Linked DNA regions of Mus musculus: all the other regions are linked to region 3. The links are chromatin contacts, called in public Hi-C, HiChIP or PLAC-seq and promoter capture Hi-C maps. All regions are on one chromosome and are shown on one strand. Each heading gives the region's core, a stretch centred on a gene start, on an enhancer-like site or on the middle of the called end of the contact. The rest is flanking DNA. Distances are from core to core; before and after follow the strand shown. Region 1 overlaps Chd1 (chromodomain helicase DNA binding protein 1). Region 2 holds the start of 4933401D09Rik (RIKEN cDNA 4933401D09 gene). Region 3 holds the start of Lnpep (leucyl/cystinyl aminopeptidase). Region 4 has its middle 15 kb from the start of Chd1. Region 5 overlaps Chd1 (chromodomain helicase DNA binding protein 1).

Evidence for each region. Promoter capture Hi-C pulls out the DNA fragments that hold promoters and counts their contacts. A called contact is a pair of places that touch in the nucleus more often than the background predicts. HiChIP or PLAC-seq counts read pairs in DNA pulled down with a chosen protein or histone mark.
Region 1: an H3K27ac HiChIP or PLAC-seq map of thymic regulatory T cells shows a contact between it and region 3, with 10 times the contacts expected there. The contact joins the enhancer-like site here to the promoter of Lnpep in region 3. A contact is called at or near these places in 6 of 39 promoter capture datasets (cranial neural crest, frontonasal cranial neural crest, hippocampal neurons and 2 more) and 4 of 115 datasets of contacts at active chromatin or transcription factors (astrocytes, forebrain, large pre-B cells and 1 more).
Region 2: a contact with region 3 is called in a promoter capture Hi-C map of liver, with 4 times the contacts expected there. The contact joins the promoter of 4933401D09Rik here to the promoter of Lnpep in region 3. A contact is called at or near these places in 3 of 39 promoter capture datasets (cranial neural crest and liver) and 1 of 115 datasets of contacts at active chromatin or transcription factors (large pre-B cells).
Region 4: a contact with region 3 is called in a promoter capture Hi-C map of liver, with 3 times the contacts expected there. The contact joins the enhancer-like site here to the promoter of Lnpep in region 3. A contact is called at or near these places in 6 of 39 promoter capture datasets (cranial neural crest, hippocampal neurons, liver and 2 more) and 1 of 115 datasets of contacts at active chromatin or transcription factors (extraembryonic endoderm stem cells).
Region 5: a Hi-C map of B cells shows a contact between it and region 3, with 3 times the contacts expected there. The contact joins the enhancer-like site here to the promoter of Lnpep in region 3. A contact is called at or near these places in 11 of 39 promoter capture datasets (the C10 cell line, the HPC-7 cell line, cranial neural crest and 6 more), 2 of 484 Hi-C or Micro-C datasets (B cells and pre-B cells) and 4 of 115 datasets of contacts at active chromatin or transcription factors (acute myeloid leukemia, embryonic forebrain, pro-B cells and 1 more).

Annotation. Positions count from the first base shown.
Region 1 is chr17:15,721,482-15,726,598 of GRCm38.p6, forward strand. It overlaps Chd1 (chromodomain helicase DNA binding protein 1), which reads left to right. Exons shown (of 36, transcript NM_007690.3): 3 at 3,788-3,989; 4 at 4,768-4,881. Among named protein-coding and RNA genes, the nearest start is that of 5830433I10Rik, 19 kb to the left of the region's middle. Within about 2 kb of position 2,015, at least 6 of the 459 cell types and tissues checked have an H3K27ac peak or open chromatin away from gene starts, as enhancers often do. A contact at or near this core is called in thymic regulatory T cells, where this site is marked.
Region 2 is chr17:15,630,510-15,635,777 of GRCm38.p6, forward strand. It overlaps 4933401D09Rik (RIKEN cDNA 4933401D09 gene), which reads left to right and starts at 1,279. Exons shown (of 4, transcript NR_045431.1): 1 at 1,279-1,386; 2 at 2,508-2,590; 3 at 3,579-3,747.
Region 3 is chr17:17,622,301-17,627,633 of GRCm38.p6, forward strand. It overlaps Lnpep (leucyl/cystinyl aminopeptidase), which reads right to left and starts at 2,189. Exons shown (of 18, transcript NM_172827.3): 1 at 2,094-2,189. The coding sequence starts at 2,112.
Region 4 is chr17:15,687,579-15,692,873 of GRCm38.p6, forward strand. No RefSeq gene overlaps it. Among named protein-coding and RNA genes, the nearest start is that of Chd1, 15 kb to the right of the region's middle. Within about 2 kb of position 2,928, at least 19 of the 459 cell types and tissues checked have an H3K27ac peak or open chromatin away from gene starts, as enhancers often do. A contact at or near this core is called in extraembryonic endoderm stem cells and liver, where this site is marked.
Region 5 is chr17:15,766,015-15,770,999 of GRCm38.p6, forward strand. It overlaps Chd1 (chromodomain helicase DNA binding protein 1), which reads left to right. Exons shown (of 36, transcript NM_007690.3): 33 at 317-413; 34 at 1,436-1,490; 35 at 2,552-2,762; 36 at 3,964-4,985. The coding sequence ends at 4,309. Among named protein-coding and RNA genes, the nearest start is that of Rgmb, 63 kb to the right of the region's middle. Within about 2 kb of position 3,282, at least 34 of the 459 cell types and tissues checked have an H3K27ac peak or open chromatin away from gene starts, as enhancers often do. A contact at or near this core is called in B cells and pro-B cells, where this site is marked.

The sequences.
Region 1 (5,117 bases), core at 765-3,264, 1.9 Mb before region 3:
TTCCCACATCAGGCTTGTTAGGCTTTGGTTTTACTTTCTGTGGCACAGCACTTGTCTTCCATTTCTCAGGAGAGTTGTCATTTAAGTGTGCAGTAATATTTAGGAATCATGATCAGTGTGCAAGGCAGTTATTAAAATTTAAAATTACATTTTAATTTTAACTGATCAAATGGTGCATCTTTAAACTCTAAACTATTGAACCTAAGTTAATAATAATATGGTGGCGCACGCCTTTAATCCCAGCGCTCGGGAGGCAGAGGCAGGTGGATTTCTGAGTTCGAGGCCAGCCTGGTCTACAAAGTGAGTTCCAGGACAGCCAGGGCTGTACAGAGAGATTCTGTCTCAAAAAAAAAAAAAAAAAAAAAAAAAAAAAAAAAAAAAAAAGACGTCAAAACAGAAAGTAATCTTTAAAAATAAATGATTCTGATTATATCAACTTCTTGTTACACAGAAATTAGTAGGCTTTAAGGCAGTAGTTTAATTATAGGGATGAGCAATTTTGAAGCCAGAGAGCAAAGGAATTATTTCAGTTACCATCAGCAGTAATGTTATTAATCTGAACTTGATTAATTGGATGTGTATATGTCCATGCATATATATTAGCCCCTAAGATAAAACAAGCAGATTATTAGTGTCATTTGGAACCAAGAAACTCAACCAAAATGATGTAAACATAAAACTGAAGGAGCTAAAAATAAAAACCCTGTAATTGTGAATTAGAAGTACTAGCATAAATTAATGTATTTTTCTCTAAAAATACATGCATTGTAGTTCATTCTGCTCACCATACAAAATGGCACATGTATAGTCACAGGCTTACCTCACACTTGTATTTTAGCTTGAGGCAAGATATGCTATGCTTTATCAGAAAGCAGGTTGGCTGCAATCATTTTATTTGTATAATGTTCAAGTTAGAGTAAACATTTATACCATGAAATAGTTATCACTTATATTGAATCATTGAAAACACCTTTCTCCCTAGCTTTAAAACGAAAAGGTGTACTATGATTACCGTGGTCTGAAGTCACCCTGCTGTGTAGTTGGACATCAGAATTAATTTCTTCTAGAACATTCTCTTCCTCTCAGTCCTGACACAGTCTTTATCCTATGAAAGAACAACCCAATAAACTACTGTGCACGTAAATACCAGAGTTCCGCTTTCTAATAATAAACATGTTCCTTTACTGGAACAGAGACGGACGGATGGACGGACGGATGGACGGATGGATGATGGATGGATGATGGATGGATGGATGATGGATGGATGGATGGATGGATGGATGGATGATGGATAGATGGATGGATGGATGATGGATGGATGATGGATGGATGATGGATGGATGGATGGATGATGGATGGATGATGGATGGATGGATGGATGATGGATAGATGGATGGATGGATGATGGATGGATGGATGATGGATGGATGGATGGATGATGGATGGATGATGGATGGATGATGGATGGATGATGGATGGATGGATGATGGATGGATGGATGATGGATGGATGGATGATGGATGGATGGATGGATGATGGATGGATGGATGATGGATGGATGATGGATGGATGGATGATGGATGGATGGATGGATGATGGATGGATGATGGATGGATGGATGGAAGGAAGCTGCCCTTGGTCCCATCAACCATTAACTTTTAAATTTTAGACACAGTGTGTTAGGTCTCAAATTGTAACCAAGAGTGCCACTGATGTTCTGACCTTTCTGCCGTCTCCACCCACTTAGTGTTTGTAGGCACGCTTTACCCAGTTTTATTTTAACTCAGGGCTTGTGTATGTTTGGCAAGCAAATTTTATGCTAGGTGCTTTAGTGAAAATAAGAATGCCTGCAAAGTAACAATCTAAGACTTTCCATCTCCTTAATTTTTTTTTTTTTATGGGAAGGATAAATTTAACAGTGCTTTCTACTAAATGGTCTTGATTGATTCACCAAACCTAGTCATGTCTAGATCAGCTGTTATAAACATAGCACAGGAAGCTGCTTATCAGCTTACAGAGCTACCTCAAGGTAGGAGGTCTTTTGACTGTAAAGACTTTGTTGTTTCAGTCTCCCCAGGCCTGATCTATGAGTGGTTCTCAGTAAAGTTTATTGAATTAATGGGTTTTCTTACCTGCGAGTTAATAGAGAAATAAAATTGTCAGGGAAAAAAAAATCTCCACTAGTGTTGCTCCAGTTTGTACAAGTAAAGTAGTTCAGGTGAAATGGGACATCTCCCCTGTTTTTAAAGACACTTCATGATAGCTGAGAGACTCAGCTGTGTGTTTGCGGGAGGAAATAAAGGTGGGAACGTTAGGGAATGGAGAGAAAAAGCAGTGTTGGTAGAAACAATGTTGCAACCATAAATCTCACTAGAGGAAAAGTTTTACTTTATTACTATGAAACAAAATTACACCACATTTTAAAAATATATATGTATTTGTCAATTTAAACATTTATTTTGCAGAATTAAAATTCTTTCTGGAAATTTTATTACTCTATTTTATAACTCTCTTAGGTATCCCCCCCCCCACCCCCAAGGAGTAGCTTTTTAAAGTAGTCTATCAGCAAATTGTGCCATCTGGTGGCAGTTTGGAAAATTACAGAAGGTAGAAAATACCTTCTGCTTCTGTCTCTTTTTTTTTTTTTTTTTTTTTTAAGATTTATTTATTTATTATATGTAAGTACACTGTAGCTGTCTTTAGACACACCAGAAGAGGGCGTCAGATCTCGTTACGGATGGTTGTGAGCCACCATGTGGTTGCTGGGATTTGAACTCCGGACCTTTGGAAGAACAGTCGGGTGCTCTTACCCACTGAGCCATCTCACCAGCCCCTGCTTCTGTCTCTTAAGTGATTGCAGTCTTGCATCACTACATTGACAGAAATAATCTTGAAAACAAGTATGTTGTTTTCACTGCAAGAAATGGGCTTATTTTCTACCTACTGTAGTAAGAATTCCCAACATGTTTATTAATTTCCCACAGTTTCTAAATTTGAACTGTTATAGGTAGCCTCTAGTAGGGCTTTTTTGACTTACACATTTTTGTCTTCCCTGTTTCTAGCCGAGGATCTCATAGTTGGTAGGCCTTGCACATCTTTGAGGGAGATTACAGTCCTACAAATAAGTATGTCCAATGGCCTGTGATGGCACACACCTTTATTTAATTCCAGCACCCCAGGAGGCAGAGGTAGGCAAATCTCTGTGAGTTCCAGGCAAGCCTAATGTACAGAGAGAGAACAGCCAGGACGGCATAGAAAAACCTTGTGTCTCACAAACCAAAACAAAAGAAAACCAAATGTGTATGCCTGTCTTAGTTAGGGTTTTACCCTTGTGAACAGACACCATGACCAAAACAAGTCTTATAAGGACAGCATTTAATTGGGGCTGGCTTATAGGTTCAGAGGTTTATTAGTCCAGTATCATCAAGGTGGGAGCATGGCAGCATCCAGACAGGCATGGAACAGGAGGAACGGAATGTTCTACATCTTCATCTGAAGGCTGCTCGTGGAAGACTGGCTTCCAGGCAGCCAGGGAGAGGGCCTTATAGCCCATACCCACACTGTCACACCTACTCCAACAGGGCCACATCTCCTCATGGTGCCACTCTCTGGGCCGAGCATATACGAACCATCACATATGTCTGTTACTATAATGTACATTGCCCTTTGTGTTTGGACACAGATAATTGAAATATTAAACTGTATGTTTAGCTTTCTGCTGAAGAGGTAAATTCCTGTCGAATTTTGCTCTGATGCTCTGATTAAAGTTTTTTATTTTCAATTGTAGTCAGTCAGGTGATGATTGTGGGTCAGCATCAGGCTCTGGATCTGGCTCGAGTTCTGGCAGCAGCAGTGACGGAAGCAGCAGCCAATCCGGGAGCAGCGACTCTGATTCTGGCTCTGACTCAGGAAGTCAATCAGAGTCTGAATCAGACACATCCCGAGAGAACAAGGTTCAAGCAAAACCACCAAAAGTCGACGGAGCCGAGGTAAGTTAGTGCAATTGAACTGGCTTAAGACAGAAGTTAAATCTTATAACTGACTGGACAGTGTCATGGCCTGGGCATATAGCGCAGCAGTACAGCACTTGTCTAACACGCATGACATTCTGGATTTGTCCCGAGCACCACAAGCACCAAGTGGTTGAAATTAAATTCCTTAGCTAAGAGTAAAGGCTGCTTGAGGTCTTCTGGTTAGGCTTGTCTGTCTATCTGCCCAAGGGGATGCTTTATTGCTCACTGCGGGAGGGCTCGACAACCGTTGCCTGCAGCTTACTTACTGCAAGGTAGCTGTAGTACTCAGAGTACCAGGCTCTGGAGAACTAAGATGCTTGGGCCTAAATTAGAAACCATGTTGTAGCTTTGTTAGCAGAGAACTCTGTCCCCTGATCCCCCCTCCCCACCCCCCTCAAAAAAAAAAAAAAGGTCAAGTTGCATGAGCAAAACTGCAGAGTGCCATGGTTTCTTTATATTTAGACTCTGGCTTTTCACGTTCACCTAACACGGGAGAACATAGGTAGGCAGAGTATGTAGGAGCCATGCAGTACATTTCCACTCTGTTTTGAAAGACGTTGGAAGCACCAGGAGCATGATGGCTTTACATAAAGATTCAACATGCCATGTGTTTCTCATAGTCACTGAAGCCTTGCATTGTATTCCACTGTATTGCAGGAGCACTGTATTCATACGGTGAACGAGGAGAATAATTTACTTGGAGGAGTGTAAATGTTGAAACATTTCATCTCTCCCTGCTTTGTTTTTGGTACAGTTTTGGAAATCTAGCCCCAGTATTCTGGCTGTCCAGAGATCTGCAATGCTTAGGAAGCAGCCACAGCAGGCCCAGCAGCAGCGCCCAGCTTCATCTAATAGTGGATCCGAAGAAGTAAGTTCCCAGTGAGCTGCTCCATAAGCACACTCTGCTTACCTACTAGACACCATGGCCTTGAATGGGTAGTAGTGTCTGTATTTCGGTATGTGTATTAATCTTGATGTACAGACATCTTTTTTAGTACCAGTGTTCCTACTTTTAGAGGTTAATCTAAAACAGTGGGATTTGTTTCCTCATCATGGCAAAACAGGAATGTATGTGATACCTGCCTGCTTTCCCAGCTCTCGAGA
Region 2 (5,268 bases), core at 29-2,528, 2.0 Mb before region 3:
AGGGTTTAAAATAACATATGCTTCTCCATTGTGGTTAGAAATAACGGTCTGACATTGAAGATGGCTTAATAAATGGGTGTCAGATCATCCAAGCAGATCCCGATGTATCCAGAGAGACAGGAATGTGGGGGGTTAACTTCAAAGCATTTTAGGTTGTTTTCAGCTCCCGACTTCTTGTCCCAAGTAAATTCAGCATTTCTGAGACCCTCAGTGCAGTATTGGGGATGTCTAATCAATGTGTAAGATCATTGCTGTACAAACACGAGGACTTGAATTTGGATCACTGGCGCCCACATAAAAATCCATAGCAACATGCATCTATAAGCCTAGTATTAGGCTGTGGAGACAGAAAGATCCACAAAATTCACCGGTCAGGCGGGTTAGCTGAAATCTGTTAGCTCAGTGTTTAATGAGAACCACTTGAAAACTAAGGTAGATTGAGTGTGATGGTGATGCCTTTGATCCCAGTACTCAAGAGGTTCAGAGTGGTCAGGGCAATGTAGAGTCTCTTTCGCTCTCCTTCACCCTCCCCCTCTCCCTTTCCCTTAAAAAGAGTGAAGAGGAGCCTCAGCATGGTGGTGCCTACCTTTAATCCCAGTATTCCAGAAGCAGAGACAGGCAGACCTCTGAGTTTGCCCGCCAGCTTTATCTACATAGCAAATTCCAGGCCAGCCAAGCAGGTACATAATGAGACCCTGTCTCAAGTAACAAAACACAAACCAAAAAGGTAAAAACAAACAAACAAACACCCTAAAAACAACCAAAAACCAACGCCAAGGTGGAGAGCAAGAGAAACGTGAAGATTGTAGACAGTGACCATCGGTTTCTACCCATATACTCACACAAGAGCACACACACGGTGGTTTAGCCCCCTTCTCTACCCTGCATTATCCTCATACATTTTCGTTCCTTTAAATGTTTTACTTAAGGAATGTTCCTCTATACCCCCTCCCCCAAAATGTTCCATGTAACCTCTCCCAACGGCCCCATTGGTTCCCGTTTCATCTGGGAAAAAAAAAAATTTTTTTTTCACAAAGAAGAGAAACTCGCGCTGCAAGGGACCTTGATCCTTCCCCCTCAGGCCAGATACAATTCTTTACACAGTTCCTTTACTTTTTTCTTATTCCCCTTCTTTGATACTCTGTAGCTCCCTAACTGCTTCTGCTAGCTCATTTTAGTGCGCGGGGGTGGGGGGTGGGGTGGGGGGGCGGGGAGCGGGGGTGGGGTGGGGGGGGACAGGGCTTCTGGCTGTGAGAGTAGTCACGGTCACCCTGAATCAACACTATCCCCACCAGGCACTAATCAGTTCCGTCTCTCCTGCCTCTGCTCCTCCAACTCCCTCCACCTTCCTCCGTTTTACTCTGCAACCAAATCATCTGCTTACAGGTTTGTAACAGTTATTTTTCAAAAGTCTCTCTAGGAATGCAGGATGGCAGGATCCATCGCAACAGATGAAATTTAAACTCTCCTGCTAAATTACCAGAGGACCTCCTCTTCAACGAACCGAACCGGGAACTACGCCTGTCTGAAAACCACCCTCCTCACCTTAAGTGTCTTATGCGGATAATGAGGTAAAAGAGACAGTAAGAGAAACCTCTTGAAATACTCGGGCACCATCCTCAGAGAGCTTCAGGAAGTCTCTGGAGGTAGCTTTGCTAACATGCCAGTTTTAGTCACTATTGTTTTTCTCTCCTGGGAAGCAAAACTTTAATGAACAGTATTTAACCTGAACAGTCCCACAGTACCACAACCCTGGGGACTCTGATAGCACTTCCTGTCCCAGGCTCTTGGCCAAGGCTTACTCAACTGGCTCCCTCTCTGCAATGGACAGATTCTCCTGTAGGCAACACTCATTTGAGCTTCAGTCCCTTGACCTCAGTATTTTAAGTTCTATTAAAATTAAAATGAATAGTCATATGACATTTTAAGTTAGGCTTTGAGAATTGGCTGTCATTGAACTTTTTGAGAATAAATCAGATTAGTGAAAAAGAGTGAAGTTATGCTGCAAATTCTAGACCAGGTACTATCTTAAAGGCAGATTTTTCAAAAATTATATTTAATTGTTTTTATCTTTTATATGTGCAAGTGCACAGTGTATGTGTGTGTGTGTGCGTGTGTGTGTGTGTGTGTGTGTGTGTGTGTGAGTGTGTGTGTGTGTAGATGAGAAGGCAAGCTGTGGGAGTCAATTCTCTCCTGTATGTGTCTGGAGGGTAGAACTCAGTTGTCAAAATAATCTTACTCCCTTCATTTCCAACTACAGGTAATAAACCTTCATACACAGGTTTATTAGAGGGATTTCTTATACCTGTGTTTGATGAAAGACAAACTTAAATCTCTAAGTAAGGAATTGGATTATTTATTTATTTATTTATTTATTTATTTATTTGTATTTTTTGCTGCTAATCCCCTTTCAGGGGCCTGCTTCAATCTCTCTAGAATATACTGTCCACACATGTTTGCTTCACTGTGGCAAGTGAAAATCTGCTTATACTGCCTGTGTCTTCCAGATACATTTTTTTTCCTGCAAAAAGACACGAAAGAAGGAGAAACTTTCCACTCCTAATGAATATGAGGATCTTGATAAGTCTTGGTGAGCTCAGCCCTTCATTCATTGTAGCACTACTTAGCATCCCTGTGCATTAATACAAACTAAGACGTTAAGCAGCTCCTTCCCCTTTATTAGACTTTCCAACTGTTCACAGGACTTTTTATTTGAAAGGTGGTATATAGTCTTTTTGTATTATGTTAATGTACAAGCATCTGCTAAGATAAATTTATAGAACCACAATTATGGAGTCAGAGAATGCGTGCATTTATACACACCTGGTCCTAACAGGTGCTCTCAACATGCATCCCACACACAGTCTGGCTGGCAATATGACACCTACTTCACCACATAATTTGGCCTTAACCAGTCTATAGATAAAATACAGTGTTTCTGTGGTTTGGAGTATTTTTATTTACTTTGGTTTAGCTATAGTGTGGTCTTTATTGTTGTTGTTGTTTTGTTTGTTCGTTTGCTTATTTGTTTGTAGACAAGACTTCCCTTTGAGGTAGACTAGAGAGCCTCAAATTCGGGTTACTCTTACCTCATGCTTCCAAGTTCTGGCATTGTAGGCATGCACTACCACATCCAATGCACAATCAAAGTTCTTTCCATCACTTCCAGCTGGCAAAACAGCTCAGATGGTCAAGGTGCTAGCTGCCCAAACCAAGAACTGGCACTTGATCCTTGGGACCCACCTGGTGGAAAGCATGCACCAGCTCCTTCAGGTTGTCATCTGTACCTTCCCCTCCCCAGCCTGAAACCTGTTTGCTCAGGTTTCAGTGTTAGAGAGCATCAGGGCAGAGCTTGACGCCCTATCATCCTGCCACTCCCACTGCCGCTGCCTGCCAACTAGCTGTTCCGGACCTATCACGTGTTCACCTGCAACTTTACTCCAAGATGATTTGGTGGGAATCGGGCCCCTTCCCCTCCTTCATAACTGAGTGTCTGGAAATAGTAAAATTGAGTTTTGATCAGAATTTTGTCTAGCTTTGTCTTTTTCTCATCTGCCTAGCCCCCTCTTCTCTTCCAGATTCCAAGATGCCTTTCCAGAACAGAACCCAGACATGTGAGTCGCTGGCCGCAACAGATCTGGCGCCCACGCGGGACTGAGAAACGGCAGAGGACATTTGGAAGAAACACTGCTGGTTTGGAGCTCCATAGAAGAAGAAAATAATTAAAGGAAATTCATACCGGAGAAGGTCGGTATGGGCTAAGTTGAAACAGCATTAAACCTGAACGGTTAATACACTTAGGTTCCGCAGTGAGGCTTATCAGGAGCTAGGAACGTATCAGGCAGTTAGCCGTAGCTCCCAGAAGCTACATTTTTAGGTGTGACAAAAGAAAGGGTTTATTAAAAGGAAATTAATAATCAGACAGATGGCCGCAATTAAAAACTGCATCATGAGGGAGGAAAATGTCCCAAAAAGCAAAGAGAAATTTCAGGAGTGCCATGCTTTGTTCTCTCTGGGCTTTACAGCAGAAGTACTCTGCCCCTTTTGTGTCTTGTCTAATGTCTGGTGCACCAATCTGTTCACGTGTTCAATTCATGTATGTTCATGTCCAGTCTGTATGAATGAATGTTCTATGTTTTATGTTGGATAATAAAGATGGAAAAAAAAAAAAAGCGTTATCTGCAAAGCCTAGAGCTGCCACGTGCTTCAACCAGGAAACAGACACATGGCAGGAGGGCCCCTGCTGGGAAAATGGTTCATTACAAGAAAAAAGGAGAGTCTACAGCCTCTTAGTTTCAGGGTAAAAAAGCTGATAAATGTTTTTTTTCCTGGAGGGTTCTCTACAATCGTGATTAATGTGTTTGGCAAATGATAAAGTGCTTTTTATTCTATGATTGTAGCTAGAAAAATTAATATTTTCTGATTGGTCTAAATGTAACTGCTTCATTTGTTTTTTTTTTTATTGGTAATGTGCTCTGTGTGTTTTCACTATCAGCTCATAAGTTATGCGTTAAGATTAATAATTGTTACATTGCTACAGATGGCTAGTCTTAAAATTGATAACTCAAGTGTAATGTCTTTCCAACACGTGGCATAAGGCAGGCCAAGAGGCCGGGTCTCTAAAGATACTTCTAGTTGAGATAATAATTAATGTGGTTCCTAGCCTAAAAAGTAAAACTAAAGATAAGATTTAAAGCAATGTCTCTTTAGTAAAGCATTAAAGCTCACATGTATTCATAGGTATTAATTGGCAGCCAAACCTTGTAACATGATAGTAATGCTTCTAATATTGATTTTAAAGATGATAAATTGTTTTAAACTTCGGTTTTGCTTTCCCAAGGTTGTAGATATTTATCCTAACGTTGCAAAAGAAACTTGAAAATTATGGTTAAAACTGCCAGTGTTCCATTGACTGCAGCTTGCAGTTTGATCACAAATTTAAGATTTTCTACTCACCCACATATTATTAATTAAGATTATTACAAGAGTAATCATCTTATGAGAGCACTAATACAGCTCTCTGTGGCCATACAGCCATACAAAGCTCAGAGCAGCCTCAGCAGGGCTTGTGTGACTTTCTTTTGTCTTGCAAACGGTGCCTAAGGAAGCTCTTGAAACTTGCCTCTCCCTGCCTCCAGGGGAATTTTGTTTTAGCTAAACGAACAGCGAACAGCGTTGCAGATCTATCCAGATGTTGTTCTAAATAAAGTTCTAATTCAAAGTTTATAGAAGGGTCAATCAGACTGTAGAACTTATAAAGGCATTACA
Region 3 (5,333 bases), core at 939-3,438:
TAAGCTTAATAAATCCAGGCCGGCCCGTGCTGGCGCACGCCTCTAATCCCAGCACTCCCAGCACTCGGGAGGCGGAGGCAGGTGGATTTCTGAGTTTGAGGCCAGCCTGGTCTACAAAGGCGAGTTCCAGGACAGCCAGGGCTATACAGAGAAACCCTGTCCTGAAAAACAAACAAACAAACAAACAAGCTTGATAAATCCTTCAATCATAGATTGTAAGATGACAAAAATAAGTACAATTTACACTATATAGTATTCGAACACGAGAAAATTCTACAGCAAACTTCTAAAAGTTTTAAATACCTATTCCGCCTTAAAGTCTTCAAAGCACCTTAAATTAGCAGTATCAGAGTTATATGTAGTTCCTGCTTTCCTTCTTAAAGGAGGACAGCATTAACTGAAATGACACATTGCCAATCAGCCTTCAACACCAACTGTGAAAAACTGGTAGACAGAAAAGAACTAGAAAAGTTGACCTTTTGCCTCTTTTCTCTAGGATTTCTCCATGGTCTTCCCAAATGAGACAGTTTGTAAATATATCTAAAGGAGGATATTCTATGGGAGGAGAAAAGATTTTAACTTTATGGTGTGAAAATGTACTTTAATTATGTAGGGGGGAAGTTCAACAAATCAACCAGGGAAAAACCTGACTAAATAAATGACTCATTCTTGTTTTCAATTGGGTAAGATTTCATAATTAAAAATCTTACCTACATATTTAAAACAAGGAGGCTCCAATAATTCTGCCTAGAAGGAAGAAAACGTCTTGGAAAATTTTATACCTCTTTTAAGCACATTTTACACTCAAATCCTAGATGGTCTCTATGGTGCCTTTCAGTTCAAATCTTCCTTAATTCTCTGAGTAAGTTTACCAGACTATTCTTAGAAACTTGGTAATTACAAATAGAACACATATGAGAAAGAAATTTGGAGTTAAAGCTGTCATTACTAAGCCTAATTAAACACTGCAGACAGAAAGATGGCAGGAGAATAAAGCATCCCGAATTAGGGAAAAGGAGAACATAATGAGTAGGTCACAGCTCCAGCGATGTGGTAAACAATGTTAAAGAACACAACAAAGTCCAGCCTAGGCATTAGAGTGGATAGAGTGGGTGTCCCCTCCCCCTTCCCAGTTCCTTAAGTGGCATGCGACCCCCCTCCCAACAATAATATGCTTCTCTCCCATTAATCTGACTTTCTACCTACCTGAAGTAACCAACCACACTGGAAACACATGCCAAGTAGAAAGTGGATCCTCTAATCTCATTAAGCCCTACCCTTTATTAGCAGTTTTCCTACTTTCCATCCTAAAGTGGAATCCATATATTTAAACACCATAAAATGGTGAGACATCATCTCACCTCTATATTGAGACTCAAGCACTACAAGCCCAGACAAAAGCCATGAAGTAAAGGGCCGTGGCTATTTTCTGGACACAGACTGCTTTGACTTTCACACACACACACCCATGCCACCTTATGATATAAGCCCAACAAGGGCCATTGATATTCAATGGATCTCTAACTAGAAGATCAAACATCACTAGCTGGTAAAAAGAAGTTTGGTCGACCTGCGGAGCAGCGGTAGGCAGACGGGTGGCAATGCGGGGCGGCATCTTCGCCACACCGAGCAGTACTAGCCAGCCCCCGGTAAGTTTCCTTCCCTGCAGTGCACTAAATCACGCTGCCAGCCGCGGCCCCACCCCGCCCTGTTACGGAAAGGCATGCGGACAGCTCGGTGAAGGACGGGCGGACAGCTCCAGGCTCCCCGCACGAGTAGGCTTTCGCCGGGGCCGCAGCTTCTCCTGGCCGCGGCCGCTTCCCCCAGGACCAACGCCGTTGCCAACTTTGCCGCCGCCCCCTCCACCGCGCAAGCATCCCAAACTTTGCCGACTACCTCACCTGGAGGTTCGGGGCTGGCCCCCGGGAGAGGGCTGACCTTCACGCCTGCCCCAGCCGACCCTGGCCCCTCTGCCGCCCCCCGGCCCGCCTGGGAAACCCTTGGCAGGGATGCCTGCAGCCTGACCCCCTTGCCACATCTGACCCTCTGGACCCTGAGAGCCCGGGAATCCGCGACTCGGGCTAGCCACTCACCATTGGTAAAGGACTCCATCTTCGCCCCGCCGCGGGTCCTTACCAGCCCAGCGCCCCAAGCTTCCTACTCCGAGAGCCGAAGCGGTCCTGACGACTGAGCATGCCCAGCAAAGGCCTCCGAGGGCTGCCGGGGAGGTGCGGCGAGGGGCGGCGCCGCTCCGCCGCACGGCAACAACACCTTCGTTCCGGGTTTTCGCAACTGCTGCAAAAGACCCACTGAGGCGTGGACGCTAAGCATCGCTCAACCCTAGGCCCACTCCGCCCAGGGGCGGCGGGGAGGAGCGCAGTGCTGGGGCGGGGCTTAGAGCCCCACCCCCGGAGCTCACTTCTAGCCGCCGCGCTGTCTGTGCCGCAGAGCTGTAGTACCCCGGTTCAGACAACTGGTACACCTACTACTGCATCCGGCCGTGTTTCGGGTGCGGCCACCCCAGTACTGAGCCCGGAAATGCGGCCGGTGATGCTGTCGCCAGAGGGGTTGTCGCCCTTCGCGTTCTGAAAGCAAGACAAGGCCCAGGGTGGGTCGGCCTCTACGCTGGGCTAGCCCGGGGCGGCGCTCTTCTTAACCGCCGGAGCAAGCCCTGCGGCGGTGGTCGGCCCGACTTCCCTCCTTTAGCAGAACGCCCTGCAGCAGCTGCTGCTGCAGCAAAGCCGGAGGCCAGAGGAAGGGAGGGGCCCGGGAGTCGATCGGTGCCCTTTGCTTAGGGCTGGGCTTAGAACTGCGAGCAGATCTCAAAACCCGGAGCGGGGTGTAGGAGAACGGACCGTGCGCGCAGAGGTTGTGTGCAGAGAGGCCCGCCTGCCTAGTCCTGTCCTTACTCGACACCAGCAGTTGGCTGCTCCCAGCCTTCAGGGTACACGGCCTGATTCCGCGGGGCTAGACCGGAGGGAGCCAAGTTCCCCCTTCCCCTAGTACTCGCGCCTTTGCCTCGGGCCCCATTGTTTCCGGTGCCAAATCGGGGCGGTCCCCGGCAGCCTACGAGACACGTAGAGACCGCGTTAGCTCCTGCTAGCTCCTGTTTCTCCAACTGCCGGAAGTCAACACCCCGCGAAGAGGCTCCCCCATCCCTCCCAACCGCAGCCACAGCTCCTCTTTCCTCCCCACTCACTGCTTCGTCCCCTGCGGCGACTTGGCTAGGCCTTGGCCTCACTGCGCGAGCCAACTGTCACACACTCCTCCTCCCAGGCTGTCAACCCGTGCAAACAAAATCTAAACCTGTACAAATATCCTGGGCGAAAGAGGAGAAAGGGATGATGTTCGATCGATAAGGAAATTCTACGTTCAAAGAAGTAAACCCGAAGTGCAGTGTTTTTAAGAGGTCGATTGTATTACATCCACTACGTTCCACTCCTGTTTTACAACGCCCTGTGAAAACCAACTGTACTTGGAGTAACCACTAAACTCCTTACCTAACTCTGGGACCTCATTAACATTCTCGCCCTTTAATGGCCCCGAAGCTTTCATAAGGCTCCTAGAAGTTGGCGCGATTTATTCAGCATCGTTAACCGTACCTTTACTTATTTTTTTTTAAACAAAACAAAACCCTCCTTGCAAAATTGTTCCACAGCTTTGTGTTTTGTTTGCTTACTTCTTCCTGTCATTTTCTTAACTCAAATGTCACCCCTACAGAGAATCCTCTGACCACACACCTAAAATAGCAACAAACACAGTGGGTTCTATAAAGATTCCTCCTGCCATTATGTTCAGAGCACTCTTAGCTGTCAAAAGGCTTATTGTTTATCAAGAATACAAGATCAGTGGGGCAGGTTTTTTTTTTCATTCATTTTTTTAGGGCTATGTCCTCATTTTTAATCGTTACACAATATATTAAATAAGTACAGTATAATGTTTATATTTCTAATTTACTGCCCACATTGAAACCTTTCCACTGAATGTCTTTATAATGAATGTCTCCAGTTGGTCTGTTTGTGCTCAGTACAAATGTTCATGACATCATATCTCAACGCTGCTACTGCCTTTTCACTGTGTGAAAGATAGGCTGAGTCCTTAGGCTAGTCCCCATATCGGAGCAATTCCGAACCAAAAGTAGAAAATGAACCACAAGAACTCTTGTATTCATGGATTTTGTTCAAATGAGCCTGTTTCACATTGGTATTGCTTAGCTAAGAAACTCTTCCCTATTAGGTCGTGTTTTGTTCTTTTGGTGTTATTTTTGGTGCCAGAGCACTTAGTAGCAGTTATTTAAAACTCCACAACATGATAAATCACCTCACCTCACCAGCAAGCTACAGTCTATCATACTTTAAGTGTGAATCACATTACCTTGGGTTTTGTTTTTAAATTTTCAGCTCTGAGACTGTGTGCTAAAGTGTTTCACAATTTGCATTCATAAATTTGGGAGAATCAGGAGATTTTTTTTTTTTTTTTACCTATTTCTTTGCCAATCTCTTGCATCTCATCTTTGCTATTCAGGAATACAAGCAAACAGTAAATAAAACAAACATATTTCAGAATCCCATGTAGCCTTAAATGCATATTAGTGAATTTTGTTCCGTCAAATACTGTTTATATTTGATTTTGTAAAGCCTCTTTGAGGAAAACACAGAGGTTTTGCTCTTGTTCAGATTCTCCTCTTTCTCAAGGTTCTAACACTTTAGGTTATTGTGATATTACTGTTTATTATCAGGGTGATGTCATCTAATACACTCATCTTACCATCTTCAGAGTCATCACTGCATACTACTTAATATTTAAATTATATAACAGAAAAAATACTAATAGCTTGAACTGAAAAATATTAGCACCCTGGATAACTACCATCTGTTTATAAAGAAACAAAAAATGGGATCATAAATTAGTACTCAATACTATAAATAGATCTGTGCTAGGATCTGGCCGTACTGTTTCTGGATGTATATTCAAGAGAAATTCTGTCTGCTTTCAAAGAGATATCTGAACACTCATGTTTTTTTGTTTTTTACAGCACTGTTCGATAAGGAATCAAACAAAATATCCAACAACAGTGGGATGTATATCTACAATGACTGCCACTCAGTCATAAAAAGAAATATTCTACCACATACAGCAAAATAGAATAGTACTTAAAGACATTATACTAATTTAAGTTAGAATGACAAAAAATTCTTTTCTTATATGTGTTTGTGTAAAAAATAAATCCAGGTTTTTTCCTCCTGGGCCCTGCTCCCGGAATGACTACTCTGAGACTAATTATGTATTAATAATTGCTGAGGCCATAACCTTCAGGTTGTTCTCTGACTTGC
Region 4 (5,295 bases), core at 1,678-4,177, 1.9 Mb before region 3:
AGTCATCAGGCTTTCAGCCTCTCTAGCGGTTAAACAGTCACATGAAGGCATCCGATTGTTTTGAAACATTTACAATGAAAAACAGCAGCTCACGTCTCTCTCTGTTCTTCCCACTTTCCAGATGCAATCATATTTTAAAAGCTGATTAAATTCTTCTGTAAGCAACTTCCATTTTGTTTTTCTTAAACTCTATTTTTAAAAAAGATTTATTATTTTGTGTATATGAGTACACTGTAGTCGTCTTCAGACACATCAGAAGAGGGCATAGGATCCCAATACAGATGGTTGTGAGCCACCATGTGGTTGCTGGGAATTGAACTCAGGACCTCTGGAAGAGGAGTCAGTGTTCTTAACCCCTGAGCTGTCTCTCCAACCTCTCCATTTTCTAAATAATATATACCACATTATTTCTTAGTTTACATTGTCTCTCAAGTGTTTGTAGAGAGAGAAGGGTTTTTATTACCCAGGGTGCACCAGGCTCCAGCAATTGCAGTTCTGGGCTTAATAGTTGAGAACCATTACTGCTTTTCACAACTAGAAACCACAGAACTTACCCTATGCTTAGGGCTCAGCCTCCGCTGGCAGCTCCGACTCAGTTTCTGTGTGGTTCCTTGGCTCTCACTCACCTCCGCTCGACATATTATTGTTACATTGTTTCTCTAGTGAGGGTGAAAGAGAGGTGATGGCTCTTGGGTTTACAAAGACACATTGGATATCATCAGAGGGTGGCTGCTTTTTTTTTCTTTTGTTCTTTGCCCTTCCATTTTATTTTTATTATTTTATTTTAAAGTGTTTTATTTTATTTTATGTGTATGATTGTTTTGTGTGATTGCATGTGTAAGTATACAGTGCCTACAGAAGAGGGTGTTGGGTTCCCCTAGAACTTGAGCTGTTATGTGGGTGCCGGGAACTGAGCCTGCATTCTCTGCAAGAGAAGCAAGTGCTCTTAACCAAGCTCGCCAGCTTCTTGTTTTTATTATTTATTAGTTGATTAAGAAAAACAAAACAAAAACAGGGTCTCATTCTACAGGCCAAGTAGAAAGGGACTGGGTGTTGGTCAGGGATAAACAAGCAGCTGCCTCAACTATTAGAACTTCACAAACAAGCATAACTGACTTTAAAGATAGCTTTGACTTTTCTAAATGGTTCACTGTACCAGTTTCTCTCTCTCTCTCTCTCTCTCTCTCTCTCTTTGGTTTTTTCGAGACAGGGTTTCTCTGTATAGCCCTGGCTGTCCTGGAACTCACTTTGTAGACCAGGCTGTCCTCGAAGTCAGAAATTCGCCTGCCTCTGCCTCCCGAGTGCTGGAATTAAAGGTGTGGCCGGGCACCCAGTTTCTCATAGAGCTTCCTCACGCATAAGGGAGTCCATAACAAACAGGAGGAGTTGAAACACAGTAACTGCAGTGGTGGCGCACACCTTTAATCCCAGCACTTGGGAGGCAGAGGCAGGCCGATTTCTGAGTCTGGTCTACAAAGTGAGTTCCAGGACAGCCAGGGCTATACAGAGAAACCCTGTCTCGAAAACCAAAACCAAAACCAAACCAAAACAACAACGACAACAACCCCCCCCCCAAAAAAAAAAATCATGGTAACTGTGACTCATCATCATTGCTATAAAGAAAATTAATGGGATAGCTAGGAAAAGTAATGGAGAAAGAAATGGATGTCCCTTGGCCTGAGACCTGAAGGAAGACCAAAAGGCCTCCATGCAAAGATCTGAGGAGAACATTCCAAGCACAGGATCAAAGACAGCAGAGGAAAACAAACCAGAGTGTGGCAGAAAGAGAGTCTGTAAGACCCCGCTCAGAGGAGGTGAGAGTGCTCTGAGGAGCCGTGCAAGAGGAGGTGAGAGTGCTCTGAGGAGCCGTGCAGTGACACAGGACCAGCTGCTCAGTCTTTAAATACCCCTAGTTCCTAGGCTGACAGTGGGATGGGAACAGGGACAGAACAAGAAGTGAAAATATAACAAGCAGGCATAATACTACCTTCATGCTTGTTTATAAATGATCTTGCTCCTGGGCTACACTATCTTGTAACAATAGTTTTTACTTTCTTTTCCTTTTTCTTTTTATGTTTTGGGTGGGGTGGGGAGGGGTGGGGACAGGGTTTCTCTGTGTAGTCCTGGCTGTCCTGAAACTCACTCTGTAGACCAGGCTGGCCTCAAATTTAGATTTCTGCCTGCCTCTGCCTCCCGAGTACTTGGATTAAGGGCATACACCACACTGTCTGTATATGCATACAGACACGCACGCGCGCACACACATACACACACACACAATCACACATACAATCAATAACTTTTGGAGATCATGTAAGCTTAGCTCTTATTTTCTTTGGAAATTTTGTTACTAACCAATGAAATAATTTTGCACCATTTTTAATTATGTTGCTCTTCTTAAATGATATTAACCAGTTAGACAAAAAGGTGACTTACAATAACAAATATAAGGAAAGCATAAAATCAAATTTATTTAACGTTTTTAAATAATTTTACATTTTAACTATTATATGGGATCTCTGTAAACATCCCCGCTACTCAAAAACTTAAGATCTAGAGAATATTAACAATACAGCGAGAAAGGATCCTGTAGGCACGTCATTCCAAGCCATCTGCAGCCTTAGCTTCCCGAGTGCTAGAACCTCAAGGCCTGATTTCCAGATGAATGAATACAGATAGACAGAAAGGCAGACAGACAGACAGACATACTGACTGACAGACTGACAGACACCATTAATCCCAGCACTTGGGAGGCAGAGGAGGCTAGATCTGTGAGTTCAAGGCCAATGGGGTCTGCATAGCATAGCCAGAGCTACAGAATAGTCTCTCAAAAAACGAAACAGAAAACACAGACAGACACACACACAGACAGACACACACACACACAAAAAGGAAAAACAAACAAAGAACCACAAAGCCAAAAGTTAATGATTATCCATGAGCTCTGACTCAGCCTAATCAGGATGTCTCTTGCTGCTCTCTAGTTCTGTCTGATACTTCCAGTTCTTCACTAGAACAAGTTCTCTGCTGTCCTTGTGCCTTCCAATTGTACCTCTTCCTGCTTTTCCTCTACTTCTTCCTGTAGGCTCTATTCCTTCTCAGTCCAGTTCAGAGCCACCTTATCTGGCCACCCAATGGCACTTCCCATTTAAATATGTTTATCTTTGCAAAGTGAGCTCCAGGACAGCCAGAGCTATAAAGAGAAACCCTGTCTTGAAAAACCAAAAAAAAAAAAAAAAGAAATGAATTGTCTGTACTATTGCTTGATTCAATTTGCTCATCTGGGTATAGTGGTTCACTCCTGAAATGCCATCACTTGAGAGGTAGGAGAAGAGAATCAATAATAAAAGGCAAGATTTGGCTACATAGAAGAGACCAAAAAGAGACCATGTGTATGTGTGAGTATGTGTGAGGTTCTTGTTGTTGGTTGGTTGGTTTTGTTTTTTTCTTTTTCCGAGACAGGATTTCTCTGTATAGCCTTGGCTGACTTGGAATTCACTCTCAAGACCAAGCTGTCCTAAAATGCAAGATTTGCCTGCCTCTGTCTCTGGAGTGCCGAGGTTAAGGTGTGTGCAGCTGTTTTGTTAGTATGTATTTATTTACTTATTTACTTACCAATTCTTTTACAATCAGTAGACTTTCCGTTTGTCTGTCAAGTGGGTCATCGCTTGTGGTTGTTCTTGTTATTTAAATCCAGCTCAACTAGAACACTGCGGCCAGCTTAAGTCGGGTCGTGTGCAAATAGGCCGCTGGAATCTTCAGTCATGAGCTCACTGAATCAGTTCTAACCAGTCATTAGAAAATCTGGTTATGGGCTGGAGAGATGGCTCAGTGGGTAAGAGCACCCGACTGCTCTTCCGAAGGCCCAGAGTTCAAATCCCAGCAACCACATGGTGGCTCACAACCATCCCTAACGAGATCTGACTCCCTCTTCTGGAGTGTCTGAAGACAGCTACAGTGTACTTACATATAATATAAATAAATCTTAAAAAAAAAAAAAAAGAAAATCTGGTTATTGTGTGTGGTGGTTTGAATGACACTAGCCCTAATAGGCTCAAATATTTAAATGATTGGTTCCCAATTAGTGGAATTATTTGGGAGGGACTAGGAGGTGTGGCCTTATAGGAGGAAATGTGTCATTGGGGTGAGCTTTGAGGTTTCAGAAGCCCATACCATTTCCTGTTAACTCTCTTCGCCGTATTCTTCTGGATAAGAATGTAAGCTCTCAGCTACTGCTCCAGCACCATGCCATCTACCTGTTGCCATGATCCCTGCCAAGATGGCCACTGGAGCCCTCTGGAACTGTCAGTCCCGATAAACTCTTCTGTAAGTTGCTTTAGTCGTGATGTCTTTTTGTTTGTTTGTTTGTTTTGTTTTGTTTTGTTTCCGAGACAGGGTTTCTCTGTATAGCCCTGGCTGTCCTGGAACTCACTTTGTAGACCAGGCTGGCCTCGAACTCAGAAATCCGCCTGCCTCTGCCTCCGAGTGCTGGGATCAAAGGCGTACGCCACCACGCCCAGTGGTCATGGTGTCTTACCGCAGCAAGAGAAAAGTAACCAAGACAGCTTGATCTGGACTCCCCTTTGTGGGTCCCCCCCCCACCCCACCCCAGGGTCACTCCTGAGAACAGACATTGCCCATCTTCATTTGGGGAAAGGTCTGGTGAAGAACTTCTGTCTGGTGAAGAATTTTCCATACTGGAGGATGGATGCATGCGCGCGAGGAGTAGAGATAGCTTGTGGTCTACAGACTTGGGGCACAACCGCTCTAGTGTGGGCACTGTCTGCCAGTGTTCTCCTAGGAAGATTCCTTTTGTGTTTAACTAATGCAGAAGAGCACCGTGGATCAAGTTGCACTGTGAGTTGTCAGTTTATCTGGACTTTTGTTTCTTAGCAACAGCCAAACATCTATCCTTCCGCATTGTTCGGTGTTTTAGCCTCAAGTCAAATAAGGGAGCTGGTGGGCACGGCATCTTGGCCTTTAGTGATATCTTTATACACAGTGGTGCGCTCCAGGCCTGGTGGCCACCAGTAGACAGGGAAGGAATCAGCATATTAGTGTGAAGCAGACTCAGGGATGGGGCTGTGCGAGTTGCTTTGGAGGAGCCTGAGGAAGCCTTACTGCTTCGGCACCTTGGGGAGTCTTTCTATCTTGAGCGCTCATTTGTAAAGGGCAACATTTAGGAAAAGTGTGGCAAAAACTTGTGTTATAATGTTGCATGCCCATTTACTCATTTCTTGTCTGTCCTTGTATTATCACAGCACAGGTGATGGGCATGAGAGGGGGCTGGTAACC
Region 5 (4,985 bases), core at 2,032-4,531, 1.9 Mb before region 3:
CCGTCCTCTAGCCCACCCCAATTTCCTTTTTTATTACTTAAAAATTGTTTTTTTTTTCCTGTGTGTGCCTCAGTGTGCATGTATATATGTGTGAAGATTAGAGAATTTCTCTCCACTATGTAGCTCCTAGCTCTGAACTCATGTTGTCAGACTTGCTAGGATATACTTTTACCTGCTGAGTCATCTTAATAGTCTCCAATAATTAATTTCTTTAATATAGATTTTGGTTCATAAAGAGATATGACTCTGTTTAGTGTATAAAAAAGGGTTATAAGAAGTTTTATAATGAGGCTAATTTGCCATTTTTTTTTCCTAGAAACCTGTGGATTTTTGTATCTAAGTTTACTGAGTTTGATGCAAGGAAATTACATAAATTATATAAGCATGCTATTAAAAAACGACAAGAATCTCAGGTAATTGGTATATAATATTTTATTCTTTAAATTATATCATTAACACCATACATATTCTTTATTATTTAGAAATAAATGGAGAATTTAGTTAATAAAATAGAGGTAATGAATAAATTAAATCAAATACCATTGGAGTTAATCCCATAAAATAATAGTCCAAAGCATAAATCCATAAGCCTAGATCAGTGGGCAAGGAAGCAGGATATTATATTGGTCTCATGGATAATAATTATAAAAGGAGCAGGATATTCACATGAAAAGAGAAACTGTTTGACATTACCTTAAGTAATCACAACAAACCAGAACATGAAGACGTCGGCTACAGTGCAGAGAAACATGTTCCAGCTGTGATGGTGTCACCAATAGTATAGGATTTGAATCTAGCCATGGGAACATTTCAGACAAACTGCATTAGAGGGATTCTCAATAAAAGTACTGAATAAGACTCATAAAAATGAGCCAGGCGTGGTGGCGCATGCCTTTAATCCCAGCACTCGGGAGGCAGAGGCAGGTGGATTTCTGAGTTTGAGGCCAGCCTGGTCTACAGAGTGAGTTCCAGGACAGCCAGGGCTATACAGAGAAACCCTGTCTCGAAAAACAAAAGAAAAGTTATCAAAGGAAAGACTGCCACAGAGACATAATGGCTAGCTGACATGTAGGCTTTAGCCTGGCTTCTAGGGACATAGGAGAGATCTGATTGGAACACGATTGAGCTGAGAGTGTATTGGGTATGATTTCACATTGGTGGGTGGCTGATGAGCATATGAGACCGGCACATGGTTTTCATCATCTTCTTTGTCAAGTCTAAAATTAATTCAAAGTCAGTTTTTAAAAACATGGAGGAAATTGTTTTGTTTAAAGATACTTGTATATTTTATATTTATATATGCTTGGTATTTGAAGATCTTAATTCAACATGAGGATTTTCTTAAGCCGCTCCCCCTCCACCCCCCATTCTATCAGAGTAGTTTAGGCTACTTAGATTACTTAAACATGTCTAATACTTGTGCATTTTATTTTAGCAAAACAGTGACCAGAATAGCAATGTTGCTACCACTCATGTGATTAGGAATCCAGGTAAACTTTTAAGAAGTTTTTTCTTTCTTTTCTTTTCCTTTCATTTCTTTTTCCCCGATGGTGTGCGTTGGCTTCATTTTTGTAGATTTATTTTTTGTGTGCAGGTGGGTGTGCGTGTGGTCACATGTGCCTGTGTGAGAGCACAGGTAAGGGTGTGCGTGTGGTCACATGTGCCTGTGTGAGAACACAGGCTAGCGAGGGTTTTGAACGCCCTTCATATGCTTTTCTACATGGTACTTAGAGCTTGAGGCCCATAGGTTTGCAGTCTGCATTCTATCTAGCAAGTGTTAGAAATCCTCTGTTCTTTGCTTCCTTGGAGCTTGGTCAGGCTTGTTATGTGGGTGCTGGGATCTGAGCTCGGGAACTCAGGAATGCGCAGTAAACACATTTATTCTGTAAGATATGTAGCTCCCTAGCCCCTGTTTCGTTTCTTAAATCAATTTTTAAAAAGTTATTCTTGTTCAAAGTACTGAGAAACGACTATTAACAGAAAGAGAATCAGGTCATTTTCTTCCCTCTAACCTGTCTGTACTTTAGGGGTGTGTGCGTATGCATGCGCACATAAATAGAACCTGAGTCTTGTTTGTTTGTTTGCATGTGGTTTGGCTTATCCCTGGGAGAGAGAGGCTAAAAGTTCTCAGTCAAGAAGTCATTAGTTTGCCCATAGTTCTCTTTTGAGGACTAGGACTCTGTAAAATTTCCCCTTCCATATTAATATGTCCATTGATAACACCATTGCTCTGATCTTAGTGTGGCAGTAATTTCTAGGAGAGACAGACTTCCTAGTCCTTTGGCTTTCCCACCTCCGTCTCTGCAGTGTTCTCTCAGTCACAGACACAGGAGCTGTGACATGGATCTGTCCTTGGAGCTGAGCTTTTCAGGGTCCAGTTGGAGTTTTCTGTGATGGTCTCTACTTGCTATAAAGAAGCTTTGATGAGGGATGGTACCGACACTTACCTGCAAAACCCTTTAAATGCTTTTGTGTTTGAGAATTGATTTTGTTTGGGCAGGAGTTACTGTTATTATTTGTATTAATGAAGTTTCACTTATTTATCTAATAGATATGGAAAGGTTAAAAGAGAATACAAATCATGATGACAGTAGCAGGGACAGCTATTCTTCTGACAGACACTTATCTCAGTACCATGATCATCACAAGGACCGCCATCAGGGAGATTCTTATAAAAAGAGTGACTCTCGGAAGAGACCCTACTCCTCATTTAGCAATGGCAAAGACCACCGCGAGTGGGATCACTACAGGCAAGACAGCAGGTGAGCTGGAGAGCGAGTGGCTTAAACATTTACCTTCTCTCATCCTTCTCTTGTTAAGTACATTTCCTACATTTGGGATAGACCTATGCCATTTTCATGAGAATAGATCAAGCATTTTTTATATATCAACAAAAAAAGATAGTACTTTTCATGTTAATGTTTATAAATTTTTCTCCAAAATGGTTTTGAAGTAGTAAATTGACATCAGAATATGCAATGAGTTTTAAAAGTTTTGTCATTTTAAATAGTGCAGCTTGTTGGTGGAAGTACAGGCTTTTTATGGAGAGAATTCTGCATTGGATACTGAAATTCTTAGGAGGGAGAACCTATATTAAGTCAAAATATATTTTATTCCTTTATTGCTTAAAGAGTTTCCTTGCTAATTTGAAACCATTGCTACAATTAAACTCAGACAATTGATAAGTAAAAGTCAGAAATAAATGGAGGACCTGCAGGTGCTGCTCTGAGTTGCTCAACCGAGTGGAGAAGCCCCATGGGGCTCTGTGGTTCAGTGGTGCTCACAGCCATCGCTGTATAAGCACTCATTATAGAAAGGCTTTTTGTTAGAGATGGTGTAAACAGAAAAGCTATATCTGTAACTACATATACCAGTAATTTCACGAGAAAGTGTTTGTGACAAGAATCTTTGTCTAATCGGAGCATTTTATTTGAAAAGGCAAATATGTAGAGACTTCTTGTTCAGCTGCCAGATTGCATGTGTGTTGACTCATTACATAACTAGTTGATGAAAAAATGTTTGACATCGCCAACTACTGAGAAGTTTCTTTTTATGAGTTTTCAGACTACATTCTGGCATTCTAGGTTTTCCTCCAAGAGGTTTGTAAAGGGCTTCAGTTTCCAGGGGAAAGTGCATAGCTGGGGTTATTTCTGTGCATCTCACACTGAGCTCCACTGATCCACGAGATTTCTTAGTGAGGTACAAATACGTTCAGGGAGCTTTGTGTGCCTCTATCCAGACTTGTGAGCCAGAATTTGTATAGAGATTCCTAGTGATTTCAGCAGCTGTGTGAGGTGGCTCTGTGTTGCACAGAGAAGTGGTTCTCAGCTACTTTCAGGAAACTGTGAGCTTCTGCATGATTAAAATACATGTTAAAGTAGCTATACTTTTCTGTATGTATGGTTTTATTTGGGAATTTTAACTTACTAATTTGACTAAGAGTCTAAATTTCTCTTTCATTAGGTACTATAGTGACCGAGAGAAACACAGAAAACTGGATGACCACAGGAGTCGAGAGCACAGGCCAAGTTTGGAAGGAGGCTTAAAGGACAGGTGTCACTCTGACCACCGATCTCACTCGGACCATCGAATGCACTCAGACCATCGCTCAAGCTCCGAGCACACACATCATAAATCCTCCAGGGATTATCGGTATCTCTCAGATTGGCAGTTGGACCACCGAGCTGCCAGCAGTGGCCCTAGGTCACCTTTAGATCAGAGGTCTCCATATGGCTCCAGGTCCCCATTTGAACATTCAGCTGAACACAGAAGTACGCCTGAACACACCTGGAGTAGTCGGAAGACATGACAGAAGCTCATGAGTTTGTCTTCCGGGACTTTGTTTTAGCCATAGATCATAAACCAACACAGTAATTGCCTTACATGACTTGAAAGATTCAAACAGCTCTTCTGTCAGTAGCAGTATTGTTACTTCTCTCCAGGACGCAAGGTCTATTATCCCAACAGAAGAGAAAATATTTTTATATTTAAGGATTATGCTGCACTGTACTGCGATACTGCAGTACCTTTTTTTTCTTTTTTTAAAGAAATGGAAAATGTTTACTATGCCAGGGACCTCAGCACTGCCCTCCCGTGTAGGCTGTATAAAACTGTTTTTATGTCAGTGATTTTAGACTGACTCCATTTAAATTATGTTTGTATATGAACTTTACTCTGACCTGTGATCATGTTTCAGGAAGGAATAAAAGAGAGGTCTTTTCTTAATAAAGAAAAATCACTCAAGGACTTTGTTCACTTTCCAAAGCTACTTGTTTACATTGTACACTGCGACCACCTTGCCGCTCCCATCACAAGCTTGAATATTTAAATCCTGTACTTAAGTTTGTAATATAGCCGGGAATTTCCTGTCTGTGATTATTATTATGCCTTTTTACAGAAGAAGATGGCTGTAAATTATTGTAAATGGATTAAATGAGCTGCCCTGCCCTGCCCTTCTCAGGCTTCTTTTGACTGTTCCTTTCCCT